Linked DNA regions of Zea mays: region 2 is linked to region 1. Evidence: chromatin contacts called from public Hi-C data. All regions are on one chromosome and are shown on one strand. The core of a region is the stretch at or near the end of the contact, and the rest is flanking DNA. Distances in the headings are between cores, read along the strand shown.

The links. Hi-C and Micro-C count contacts between places; a contact is called where the count stands out from the background.
Region 2: a Hi-C map of ear shows a contact between it and region 1, with 2.8 times the contacts expected there. The contact joins the promoter of LOC100193576 here to the promoter of LOC100381726 in region 1. A contact is called at or near these places in 2 of 25 Hi-C or Micro-C datasets (ear and tassel).

The regions. Positions count from the first base shown.
Region 1 is chr4:185,833,485-185,839,553 of Zm-B73-REFERENCE-NAM-5.0, forward strand. LOC100381726 reads left to right here and starts at 3,873. Exons shown (of 1, transcript NM_001174533.1): 1 at 3,873-5,302. The coding sequence starts at 4,169. The coding sequence ends at 4,486.
Region 2 is chr4:186,357,671-186,363,880 of Zm-B73-REFERENCE-NAM-5.0, forward strand. LOC100193576 reads left to right here and starts at 2,829. Exons shown (of 2, transcript NM_001138684.1): 1 at 2,829-3,144; 2 at 5,437-6,210. The coding sequence starts at 3,012. The coding sequence ends at 5,660.

The sequences.
Region 1 (6,069 bases), core at 2,623-5,122:
CACAATAACACAAAGAGACTCCTAGGCAATAAAACACACGGAGATTCCCAGATAATACAACTCATAGTAGATGTAGGGTATTACGCTCCGACGGCCCGAACCATTCTAACCCTTGTGCTCTCGTGTTCTTCCAGCTATTCATGCAATCCCTAGGTCCCATCCTCATCTTAAGATCAGGGCGGGTGCACTCTGCCACCCGGTCGGAGGATTTTCCCTCCAAAACAATTAAACGAACTAAATCTAATAGTTTCAGCAAACACTTCGATATTGTAGCAACACACCACAAAACGTTTGGAGAAAAAAGAAAAACAAATATACTGTATCGAGTGTCAAGGAAAGACACTCGGCAAAATAAAGGTTTACCGAGTGTTTGGTGAGTGTCAACGCCTGACACTCGACAAAGTTAACGGTCGTCAACTATAGACGGTTGCTGACGGTTCTTTGCCGAGTGCCGTGTTTCGCCGAGAGCTTGACATTCGGCAAAGACTCCTTTGCCGAGTGTCTTTCTATGCCGAGTGTTTTACCCTCGGTAAACTAGGTCTGTGTCGAGAGTCTTAGTTCGCCGAGAGTGGCACTCGATAAAGCGCCGAGCACTCGCCAAAGAACCTGATTGCGGTAGTGTTATAATATTCTTTGTTTTTAAGGGTCCTAGGATGAGACTGATTACGGGGTGTTTGGTTTATAGTGACTGGTTTTTAGTTTATTCATTTTATTCTATTTTATTCTCTAAATTTTCAAATACAAAAACTAAAATAGAGTTTTAGTTTCCATATTTATCAATTTAAGAACTAAAATAGAATAAAATGTAAAGGCTAAAAATTAGTCCCTATAAACTAAACACTCCTATATACGACATCCAAGGTATAAATTTGTATATGCCTAAACGCACGATTATGGGTGCCTTTGATATGGCTCTTTAGACGGCTCTAACTCAAGCTTATCGTAAAGTTGTATCAAACGATTATGAAAAACGACGGCTCGCCGATAAACCCTAAAAAAAATAGAGTCTTTTTTTGTTGAGAGCTAGAGCACTAAAAACCTGGTTTTTATCGGCTCCACCTATATTTTTCCCATACATAATTAGAAAGAAACGCGGAGAGAATCTATTTTATCAAACAAGTAGCAAAATGGCTCCGATCCCTTAAAAAATCTAGAGTCCGAACTGTTTTTGAGGAACTAGAGCTCGGCCCAACGGAGGCCTACATGTCAAGGACCCTGCTTCTGACTCACATGTTAGGAACCGTCTGTTCTGATTCTTCTTGCTGTCAAGTGTTGTCTAATAACTATATTGTACTAATCTACTAGTACAGAGGAAACAGCTTAAAAAGGAAGAAGGGTCAACTAACATATAATTCTCTGACACCTAAGTTGGCCACTCAGCAGCTTTCATTGGGCAATATCTGTTCTAGCTTTTACGCTGTTAATTACTAATCTGTCTGGTACTCCTCACCAAAAGATGTACTAATCATGTAACTAAAATAATAAATAATGTGCGTACTTGCAGCAACACACAGCATACTGACATTGGTAATCCTGTTCATGGGTCGGAAAGATGGGGATAGGATAGGTAGGTCAGGCCCGTCCAAAAGGATGCTTAGAGGTATCATTAAACTGAACCCTTGCTCAACTCGCAGACACTGCTGCGTTGCGTGCCATGCGTATCTGAGATGGAAAGACCCAAAGAAATTTTATCTGCTCACGGACTCGGCACCGAGAACCTGAGATCTCCAGACCCCCGTCGCAATCGGCTCGAGCTCGCAAACGCGCGGTGGGAAAAAAGGAGGTGGGAAAAAAAGCGAAGGGATGGCAAAACCATCGCCGTGTAAAAGAACGCGGCCGCTTTCCACGTCGCCCGCCCAAGTACCCATCGTTTTCTGCTGCTGCACCCACCTCCTCCAGCCTTCCCTTTTTTTTTGTTTCGCCTTTTCCCTTCTTTAGTTTGCACCAGCAACAGATTAAAAGCGCCTTTTCTTGCCAAAAAATAAAAACGGACCATGGTTCTGCTGGCTCCGTTTCCTTAACAGCCAAGACAAATGCATTTTGTATTCCTAGATCTAGTGAGCAGGATCTTAATTGGACTTTAGGTACCAAATTGAAACCGATATGTTTGTTCATCGAACTCCAGGCATCAGCTAGTTTGATATTTGAAAACTTTACTTGTAGCTTGATTTTATTAGTTTGTATTGGAAGATCGTGTTGACACAGACCGCTGAACGACTGCCGATATATAGAGAGGGGATAAATGTGTCTCGCAAATAAAAATATATAGCACGCACATACGCATTCAGTATTTGTGAAGGACATGAGTCCTCGGCTCCATATATGACCAAATTAGGGATGACAATGGTGAATTCTCTGTCGGATTGTAGCTCCTTGTCTCCGCAACGAAAAGATTATTCTGTAGGGATCCCACGAATGTTTGCGGGGATATTTTTCTCCATCCCCATCGGGATCCTCGTCCCCGCTTAAATTATAATTAAATCTACTCTATTTATTATTAATATAAAACATCGTCACTTATACATATTGTTAGATGTAAAAATCATTATATGTACATTAAAATAAACACATTTGAACAACGGATGATCTCTTGACAAGATCATTATTTATTTTTACCATTAACTATTACATGAAAACATTGTCATATGTAAGTTTAACGGGTCCCCGCGGGAACGGAGACAGAGAATGCTTCCTCGTCCCCATCCCTGTTTACCTATCGAGAGAGAATTTTTTCCCGTTTAAATCCCCATAGGGGAAGAAACTTTGTCATCCCCATCCCCTAATAGAGGAATTCCCCGCAGGGAATCGGAGATCGGGTCCTTATTACCATCTCTAGACAAAACACTCTCAAGTTTTATGAGTAGTTTATTTCCTCCATAGTCCTCTGCCTATTTACCAGCCAATGTAGCAGTTGTTTCGCCTTGTTTACTACGTGACGTTTCCCATCTGTTTATAAGGCCAGTTACATAAAATTTATTAAGCTTATTAGAGGGTGCTTAAAACATTCCGTGGCGGTGCGGTGAGAGGGCTCGATGGGTCCACTGTGTAGGGCACCAGAAGAAAATTGAGAATGAGAAGAAAACATGGAAGACCGAATTTATAAGGGGCATTTAGTATTGGTTCATACAAAGAATCGGTGCTAAAGGTCTATTGGCGGGAACCTGAAAAAAAAAGACCTCTAGAGATTTATTTGGGTATAAATATAATCAACCACACAATTTAAAAAAATATAAACAAAAACAAGTAACAAGTGGATCTCCCTGCTCTTGTAGTACCAACTGAAGGAGGTAGAGACTTTATAAAGCATGTACAGTAATATTGGCTGAGCCTACAACTGATTCTAATATATGTTAGATCAACCGGCACCGAGCCGAGTACATTAGGTTAATCACAATAGAGATTTTATGAGGTGTTTCACGTATTAATTAGCCTGCCACATCAGCTATTTGATGACATGTCATAACATTTAATAAGGAAGAGTTTCATGGAGTTTCATGGGGATGAAACCATGTTAACTCGTTTCCAAGGTCTTGAAAACTGTGTGAAACCTCCACTGAGAGTGTTTTGTTTCATCTTCATATAATTGAGTAAATCCTATTGATTATTTATATGCAGCATTTAAGAAGTATGTTGACATATGAAACAGTGAGATGAAACTCTCTATTGAGAGAGGATGTTTCATTCATCCATAAAACTGACATGACATTTTTGAAAATAGAGAAATGAAATTCTCACTGTGATTAGCCTTAATAGCAGTTGGAGACACCAAACGATATTGATGTCCTCTTCGAGAATGCGACGGTTAAAGCACACTTGGATGAGTACAAACCGCGATCAGGCCGCGGGTACCGCGCGATAAAAAGACGAGCCATGCGTTCTGGTTCGAGAAAAACGACACGGGATCCCAGTAATCGACGCCAGGCAAAAGCGAGAGGCACCTCCGCTCCGCTCGGCTTGCCGTGGGTTCCGTCGGCCCGGCCCCTCGCCACTGCTGTAGAGTACGCCCTTTCCTCTCCGGTCGAGTCAGCCGCGCTCCTTTACGCCTCGCCGCTGCCCCCGCCACCGCAACGCCTGGTGCCCGGGGGCCGGGCCGGGTCGCGTGGTGGATCGACGCTGTACCAGTACCACCCTGCCTGCCGGCCGGCCGGCCTTTGGTGCGTCGCGTGGCATGTGCTGCTTGCGCGCACGTCGCGTTTCGCCGTCGAGTCTTGTGAAGGGACGCCGGACGCGCGCTGATGGGACGGGACGGGACCGGACTCGGACCGGGACAAGACGCGTCAGAGTACTCTCGCCTGCTGAATGCCTGCTCAGTGCTCACTGCTCAGCCGGTGCGCCCGCGCCGCTGTCGGCGTGCACGCCTGACGGGCGGGGGGCGGCTAGCTCCGGGCTCCCACCTCGGTTGGCGCGCGGCCAATCCCCACCGGCCGCAAGTACGCCCATCGCCGGGCCCCACGGCGTGGCGCGGCGCTACTGCCTAGTAGCCTAGCTACCTTGCCCGAGAACCCGAAGTAGAAAATGGCCAAGGCTTCCCCAGCCAACCAGGCCGTGCATGCATTGCATGGGCATATATGCGTCCGACCCGTATGCTGTCGAGTCGGCTAGCTTGCGTTGCGTGGAGTGTAGCTATAGTTGATCAGATGCATGGTGCAGTGAAGAGCGCGCAGCACACGGTTTACCCGTCGAGCTAGCGAGTACACAGCCGGAGTAGCCAATAATTATCAGCTGGACTTCTTTTTGTAGATCCTGCCGCTGCTGCTATATATATATATATATATATATTTATTTATTATAAATGTAAAAAAAGGAGAATAACTTTGTTCTACGTCTGGTGCTACTTATTATTATTATACTATATTTTGTAGAATCCCGGCAGGCCAGGCATCGCACACCGTGATGGACGGACAGCGCCTTTTTCGGTCTTCACGTGGTGTGGCCCAAGAGCAAGAGGTTCCCGTGCATCTTTCCGTCGAGTCATTTTATACAAAAGACGGGCCTGCCATTGGCCACCAGCGTTTTGCCACCAATGATCTGTGATCTCCGCTGTGGGATGGCAACGGGCACATTTTACCCGCGTGCCCGCGGGTAAAAACCCTATAGGGTGCGGGTTTGGGTGTGAGTTTGTACCCGCGGGTACGGGTGCGGGTTTGATTCTCAATCCGACGAGTTTTTTTCTCGCGGGTATGAAAATGTTATACCCGTGCCCGCAAACCCGCGTACCCGCAATGGATATATATATATATATATATATATGTATGTATGTATATATATATATGTGTGTATATATGTAATTTTATATGTGTGTATATTATATATATACATATTTGTATATGTATAGTTATATGTGTGTATAAATATATGTATATATAGATGATATATGTATAAATATATGTGTATAATTATGTGCCCGCGGGTTTGTGGCACCCGCGGGTCGCGGGTATGGGTAGCATATTGTACCCGTCGCGGGTAACGGGTACGGGTGCGGGTTTAATATTAAACCCGCGGAGGCGGGTTTGAAAACCATCTACCCGCGGGTTTCAAACCCGTTGCCATCCCTAGTTGTGCCTGTTCGCACCCTCACCCACATGGATGGGTCGTCGTCGATGGTTCTTCTGGACGCTAGAACGGACCGGGCGGCTGTGTCTTCGAGCTGAAGTGTGTGTGTGAGAGAGAAGAATATGCACACTGCTAGTACCACTAGTCCGTATACGCATGCATACTCCTAGCTTGCTCTTGGAGTCTACTCCCTCTCCTCTGTCTCTCTCTCTGCCTTTTGTGGTGAAGCTGGGGGGGCCTCAAGCGGTGGAATCTGAACGCTTGCTTCCCCCATCGCCACACGGTCGGGGTCGGGGAATCTAGGCTTTGACCTAGATTCTGGTGGAATCTGAAAACCCATCGGCGGCAAGGCAAGGCAAGGCAATGCAAGACAGGCGAGAGCCAGCGCAAAGCGCCCGCCCCGTGTGTCAGCCGGTCACATGCATCAAGCAGGGGGCTGGGCACTGCTAGTCTGCTAGTGCAGTAGTACTACTGTACTAGTACTAGTACTGGTGCCCCCCGAACTTTGTCATGTCT
Region 2 (6,210 bases), core at 1,579-4,078, 520 kb after region 1:
GGAACAGCTGAATGGGTCAGCTCTCAATCTCTCATCTCCACCACCGGTTGACGAGCAAACCAGCTGCGTTATCTGCGGCACACTAATCATTTCTCCCACTAACACACATGCAGACTAGCACAAGTGCGGCTGTGTTCAAGATAGAGACAAAGTGATGTGTAACGTGACATGGACGTGAGAAAAGGAATTACCTGAGCTTTTTTTTAAAATAAAATAAAGTAAAATAAAATAAAAGGGAGTGGTAGTGGAGTGCTATATGCATCCGATCTTTTACTTTATGTATGGGATAAGAATAGAACCCCAAATTTCCTAGTAAGTTTTTTTTTTCTCTCTCTCTCCTTTCCTAAGGCATGGGGATCCGGTTCCATGTTGCTCTTAGAATAAACATTTGCACATACATACATGAAGAGTGATGTAGGTTGTTGGAACTTTTTTTTTGAGAGAGACGCTGTTGGAACAAACAATTTCCAGTGCTTTTGGATTCCTAAAAAAATGGCCAAGAGAGCCGTTCTAACAGGCCATAGTACGACTTCGATTTTTTTTATATATAAAATAACAGCTCACGATATGCAAATCGAACAGGAGCAATATGATAGTACCGTGACGGCAGAAACAAAAGAGGGTGTCGTGATGCAGACGCACATGTATTAGTATACTAACATCAACCAGCAGGTGTTCTTACCTGCAAATCATGTAGTCAGGCCGGTAAGGCTCCCTCCAAAACAACAGTTCGAGCCGGCCAGTGTAGCTTATCCATTGCTTCCGGTAACCTCCTACCTGTAACTTTCAGCTTCTTCTTTTTTCAATTAAATGATGGCACGCTGTATCAACTAGGCTGTCACGTCGAACAATTAGGATGTCTGAATATTTCTGACAGTGATGAACTAATGAACCGAGGGAAAAAAGAAGAAGATAAGTTTAGGAGGAGAATTGGAAATAGGCGCCTTGGAATATTTGATATCTTGCTTCCTCGAAATATTCCTCAGGCTACTTCGCTTGCCACACATTGCATCCCTCTATCTATCATTGCTTGCAGAGGCGAAAACAGTAGTTGCACGGAATCTAGAGCTACCTCCACTACACGAACACGAGTCACGACACAGCTCCTTTCTACTAACACTTAAAAAAAAACCTTTGGTGTAACAGGAAAAATCGGAAGCTTATATGTCCTGTTTGTTTCAGCTTTTTCCAGATTCTAGTCATCAAAATCTGCTGCAGATTGTTAACATATAGGATTTTGAATCACTTTAATCAAAACTATCCAAAATCAACGTAAACACAGATCAGTCGAGTCGTTATGATAGTGGAAACTGTCACTTTCTATACTCTAAACCTTGTAGATTCTTTTATGTTTCTCCGTACGTAACAGATTCTTCCAACAGAAAAGCTCTTCCGAAATAAAAATAAAACCAAACATACCTATGTTGATTGATTTGCTGTAAATTGCAGGTGGCAGCATAATCGAAGCCGAGAAATGCAATTGGCGCCATCGCACTATTACTCTGCAGTTCTTCCAGCATGTGCTTAATTTTTCTCGAAGAAAAACTTGAACTGTCACCGTCACCACCAGTCCACCACCACCACCACTGAATATTTGGTAGCAAATGCGTCAACGATTCAGCTGAAAATTTTTAGCCCTTGTATAGAAAACCCAATTTTCTTTTAAAAAAATTGTATCGATGTGTGTTGGGTTTAGTACCATCAGTCCATGAGGACGTCGTCTGCCAATCATTTTTGTCCCGCACAATTATCATGCCTTAGCTGTCCTCACAATATCCTTCTTTTTTTAGACCGGATTATACTCCGTGTGCTGTTTAGTCGTTCTATTTTACAAAACTGCTGATTCTTTTTCGCCTGGAAATTCATTTGAGTGCCGCGTTCCTTGGACTATTATTTTTGCATGTGCCTGTGACTTCGTGCAGATCATTGCCAGGAAAACTGGATGTTAAGCCGTTCCGGTTGGTGTGCAAGAGAAAGTACACCGCGTGATCACCAAATGGCGGTAACTCTATCTATGCGTTGGTTGCCTGGAATAATAGTGGCCAGCTAATGATAATCCATTCCCCAGTGGAATGCAGATGTCGATTGGATGATTGGCCTTCGGCCAGCCAGGAAAAATACACTGTGCTCGTCATGCTACTCAAGGGGACCTGAGGCGTTCGGATCAGGGGGCGTGTGGTGGTTCTGAAGATTGAAATTAAGGAGCAGTCTGCAGTCGTGTGATCAAGAACGATTTGCTTTTTTTTTTTACCATTTCAATTTTCAAGGTATCTAGACTAATCTTCTTGAGTCAGCATAAGACGAGAATAAAATACAGTCTTAAATAAAACCTAGTCGGCAGTATGCAGGTCTGAAACTTTCTCCCAGAGCAATGCGTCATTGGATTGTCGTGCATGTTTGTTTGACTGTTTATTTTGAAATGGAAAACAAGTTCGGCCTGTTTCCACATAGGATGCCAAAAAGCCATGACTACGGTCTACGGCAGCAGTACAGAACAGGGAAGAAGGCGACGAGACCCAGGGCGGTCAAAACGCCAGAGATAGAAGCCATCGCCGACGTCGAATCCCGGCCGGCGGTCTGTTTCCTCCTCCTCCTGCTGCTGCTGACTGCCCGCCTCGCGCCGCGCATAGAATCCCTCGCTCTGCCTCGCCCTCGGCCTCGGCATCGCCACTCGCTTTCACGCTCCATCATCACCAATGGCTCGATGCCAAAACCGCAATTAAAAATTTCGGCTTGGGCGTATCCGTCAATACACCGAGAGGAGGAAGCCTGCCCACTACCGCGTATCTCTCTCCTCCCTGGCTCTCATCCCCCCACCGAGTCGTCGCCCCCTCGCTTTCACCCCACGCGGAAGCAAGAATTCGTCGTCAAATTCCCAGCTTGCGCGTGTTTCTGTGGATTTCTTCCCGCTTCCCTGCTCCTGCCTCCTATGGGCCTTTGATCCGGGGCTTCGTGGATCTTGGGAAGAGGAGGTGCGGTGGGCGCCTCGGCGGCGATCTGGCGGGGAGGATATGGCCAGCGGGAAGGAGCCGATCGAGGTCAGGTTTCGTCTCTTCGACGGCACGGATATCGGGCCTACGAAGTACGATCCCTCCACCACGGTCTCCTCGCTCAAGGAGTTCATCCTCGCTCGGTGGCCGCAAGGTGAGGCACTGATGAGGCTTGTTGATTTGGTAGCGTACACGCCTGTGCCGTCCCGATCTGCTGACAAGCTACGGACGCTTTTGTAATTTAGGTGCAGGGGTATTCCCCGTGTCACGAGTTTCTTGGATCATGTATTGCTAATTGCTTCTTTTGCGCTTTGTGCTCATGTCTCACGAGTGCGAGTCTTTCTCCTACCTCATGTTATTTTGCTTGTGGCGAATGGCTGCTCGTGGTATCCTTGATTTGCTTTTGTTTTCTGGATGCATGGACAGTTGAGTAGTGGGAAACTATGCTTCAATTTTCTTTTTCAGCCTAGTCCTAGAGCTGGCTATGCTTATTCAATTAGTATTAGCTTCAGCATTATGCTTCTAGTGGCTATGCCATATTCACTGATTAGGGCCTGTTTGGATGCTTCAACTATCCCTCCTTAACATACTCACTAAAAGATTCTCTCCTCTATATCTCATTCTTATCCAACATCTTCTATATCTCATCCTCCACAAATTAAATACACACATTAAAGACATATTTTATTCTAGATTTTTTACGTACCTATTTATTATACCCTTAAATAGATAGATGAGAAGAGATGAGAGTCTCTCTATATATAGAGAGGATGGAAGAGGACACCGGTGAAGCATATAGAGGAGGAAATCTTCTCTAGGGGACGCTCTACAGACTCCCGCTGGAGTCAGTCTAAGCTAGGGCTAGTTACTTGTTGGGCTAAAAACTGTCTAACTAGTTAATCAACAGCTAGTTGGAAATTTGGCTAAAAATTTAACTCAACTATTAGCTCTCCTGTTTGGATGCACAAGAGCTAACTTTTAGCTAGCTAGTAGTTAGCTAGCTTCGTTAGTATCCTATGATTGCATATTGGTTTTTTAGCTTAAAAGAAGTAACCTGTAACTGGCTATGCCATATTCTATTTTCTTTTTGGTGTATACAGAATCCTAGAACTGGCTGTGCCATATTAGCAGTTAGTGGATACTTTCCGTTCTTACTTTATGTGGTATGGAGTCTTCAACTGTGAATGTCAATTGCCAATTTGTGGCAGAAGAGGGAAAGAGCACAACTTTGGAAACAGTATATATCACACACCATAGGTGGAACTGATGGAAACAAAGGTCACCTCTTTTGTTTGCTATAAAAGAAGCAAAGTGCACAAGACCATATTAATAACTGTGGACCTTTTAAGTGATTACTTACTCTCTTCTAATCTGTAAAGGGAGTTATTATAACACTGTGGAAAGGTTTTGACATTCATCTGTTAGGTAACATGAGTTTCTCTGCAGAAGTGCAACAGCTCAACCTTTCACCATGAACATTGTGATTGACAATTTGGCCTAGATGTGATTTGTTTGTCCTATTAGATGAGGGCAAACAATTCATTCTGAATTCTTAACTGTCTGGTGTTCAAGTGAAACCATTTGGACATATGTGCTGTTTATGAATTTAACCTTGGGCTGTATTAAATATAATAGCGGAGAGAAATGATTTGGATGTCAGCTCACTTTTAAGCATATTTGTCAGCAAGCCATACTAGGCTCTAGTTCTGTGGCACATGAAAGTACTGAGAAAACATTGTGTAAGCACTAAGCAGCAGATTGATTTATACTGTTTCACTTGAACAGTCAGAGCATCTTTTGAAAGCCAGCATAAGTCATTTTAAAATATCTTCAAAAATAATTAGTTGCTCTTGTACAATCCAATGATTTATCTATACTGGATTTGGTTAGAGAAAGCCAGTCTTTTTGAACAAATACTCCGTATGTTAGTAGCGGGAGGTCTCTGATTCTCCCACTTGAAGGAACTTTGCGTAGCATGACTTCATGATAATTTTTATGAGGTGTTCCCACATGAGAACTGAACTAGATCAAGTAAAAATTCGAGCCTTTCTAGCTGAATCAACATCTGCAGAGTGGAAACTATATTGACGCTTTTGCCTGCATTCACAACATAAGCAGTGTGTACTTGCACATGCCTGGGTGTGTTCAAACACATCAAGAACATGATTTATTCCTTTTTTGTCATTTATTTGAAGGGTGCCTGCATCTAATCTGCTAGCTTTGTCAGTTTCTCAATTCTGCATTTCAAATCAAACTGGGAATTGTGCAAGAGCACATTGTATTTTCTGTTCCTGAGACCCTTAGTTGATTATACTTGAAACTTAATGTGTTGTCATATATTGTCCTACGCGTTAGAACTTTTCCTGTACAATATCTTTGTTCTGCAACCCATGCCTGTCGTTCTTATTTGCTGAATGAAGTTTCTTCTTTTCATTTGAGCTAACAGATAAGGATATAGCTCCAAAAACTGTTAATGACTTGAAGCTTATCAATGGTGGAAGGATATTGGAGAATAACCGGACACTTGCAGAGTCCCGTGTTCCAGTAGGAGAGATCCCAGGTGGTGTAATTACAATGCATGTGGTAGTGCGGCCTCCACAAGCTGACAAAAACAGTGGTATTGCCGACAATTTCAGCCTTTTATTCATATCATTTTCTTGGCTCCCATGAGAAATAACTTGAATTCTACTTCCATATATTGAATTGAAGTGTTTGTGATTATCAACCCTTGTGCTGGAAACATACTGCTGCGATTCTTATCTTAGTGAACACATCTAGGCATGAATCTCTGTTATCGAAATACTACAACCTGAGATATTTCGAGTACTTCATGGGAATTTAATTTTTTATTTTTAGTATTGCTTCCTAGTACATTGCAGGTCAAATACCTGTATTCGAGTCGAACTATGAGCTGAGCTGCTTATATACGGTAGTCACGTTCTCATGTGGGTCACTACCACTAACACTAACGATGCCTAGAGACAAACTTTCAAACACACAAAACACTACACGACCTTCTAATAATTTTCAGTGCAGAAAATCTTGAGGTGCTTAGGTTTCTTAAGATATGACTTGCACCTACATGAGTATTAAGTTAATGTGGTGGAATGTTTGGGTGATAGGGCGGCGCTACAAGCATACTAAGTGATTTCTATTCATTGATTAATATGATGACTGATGCCAAAAGCTATTATGATTTTCTTATGACACTTGTGAACAT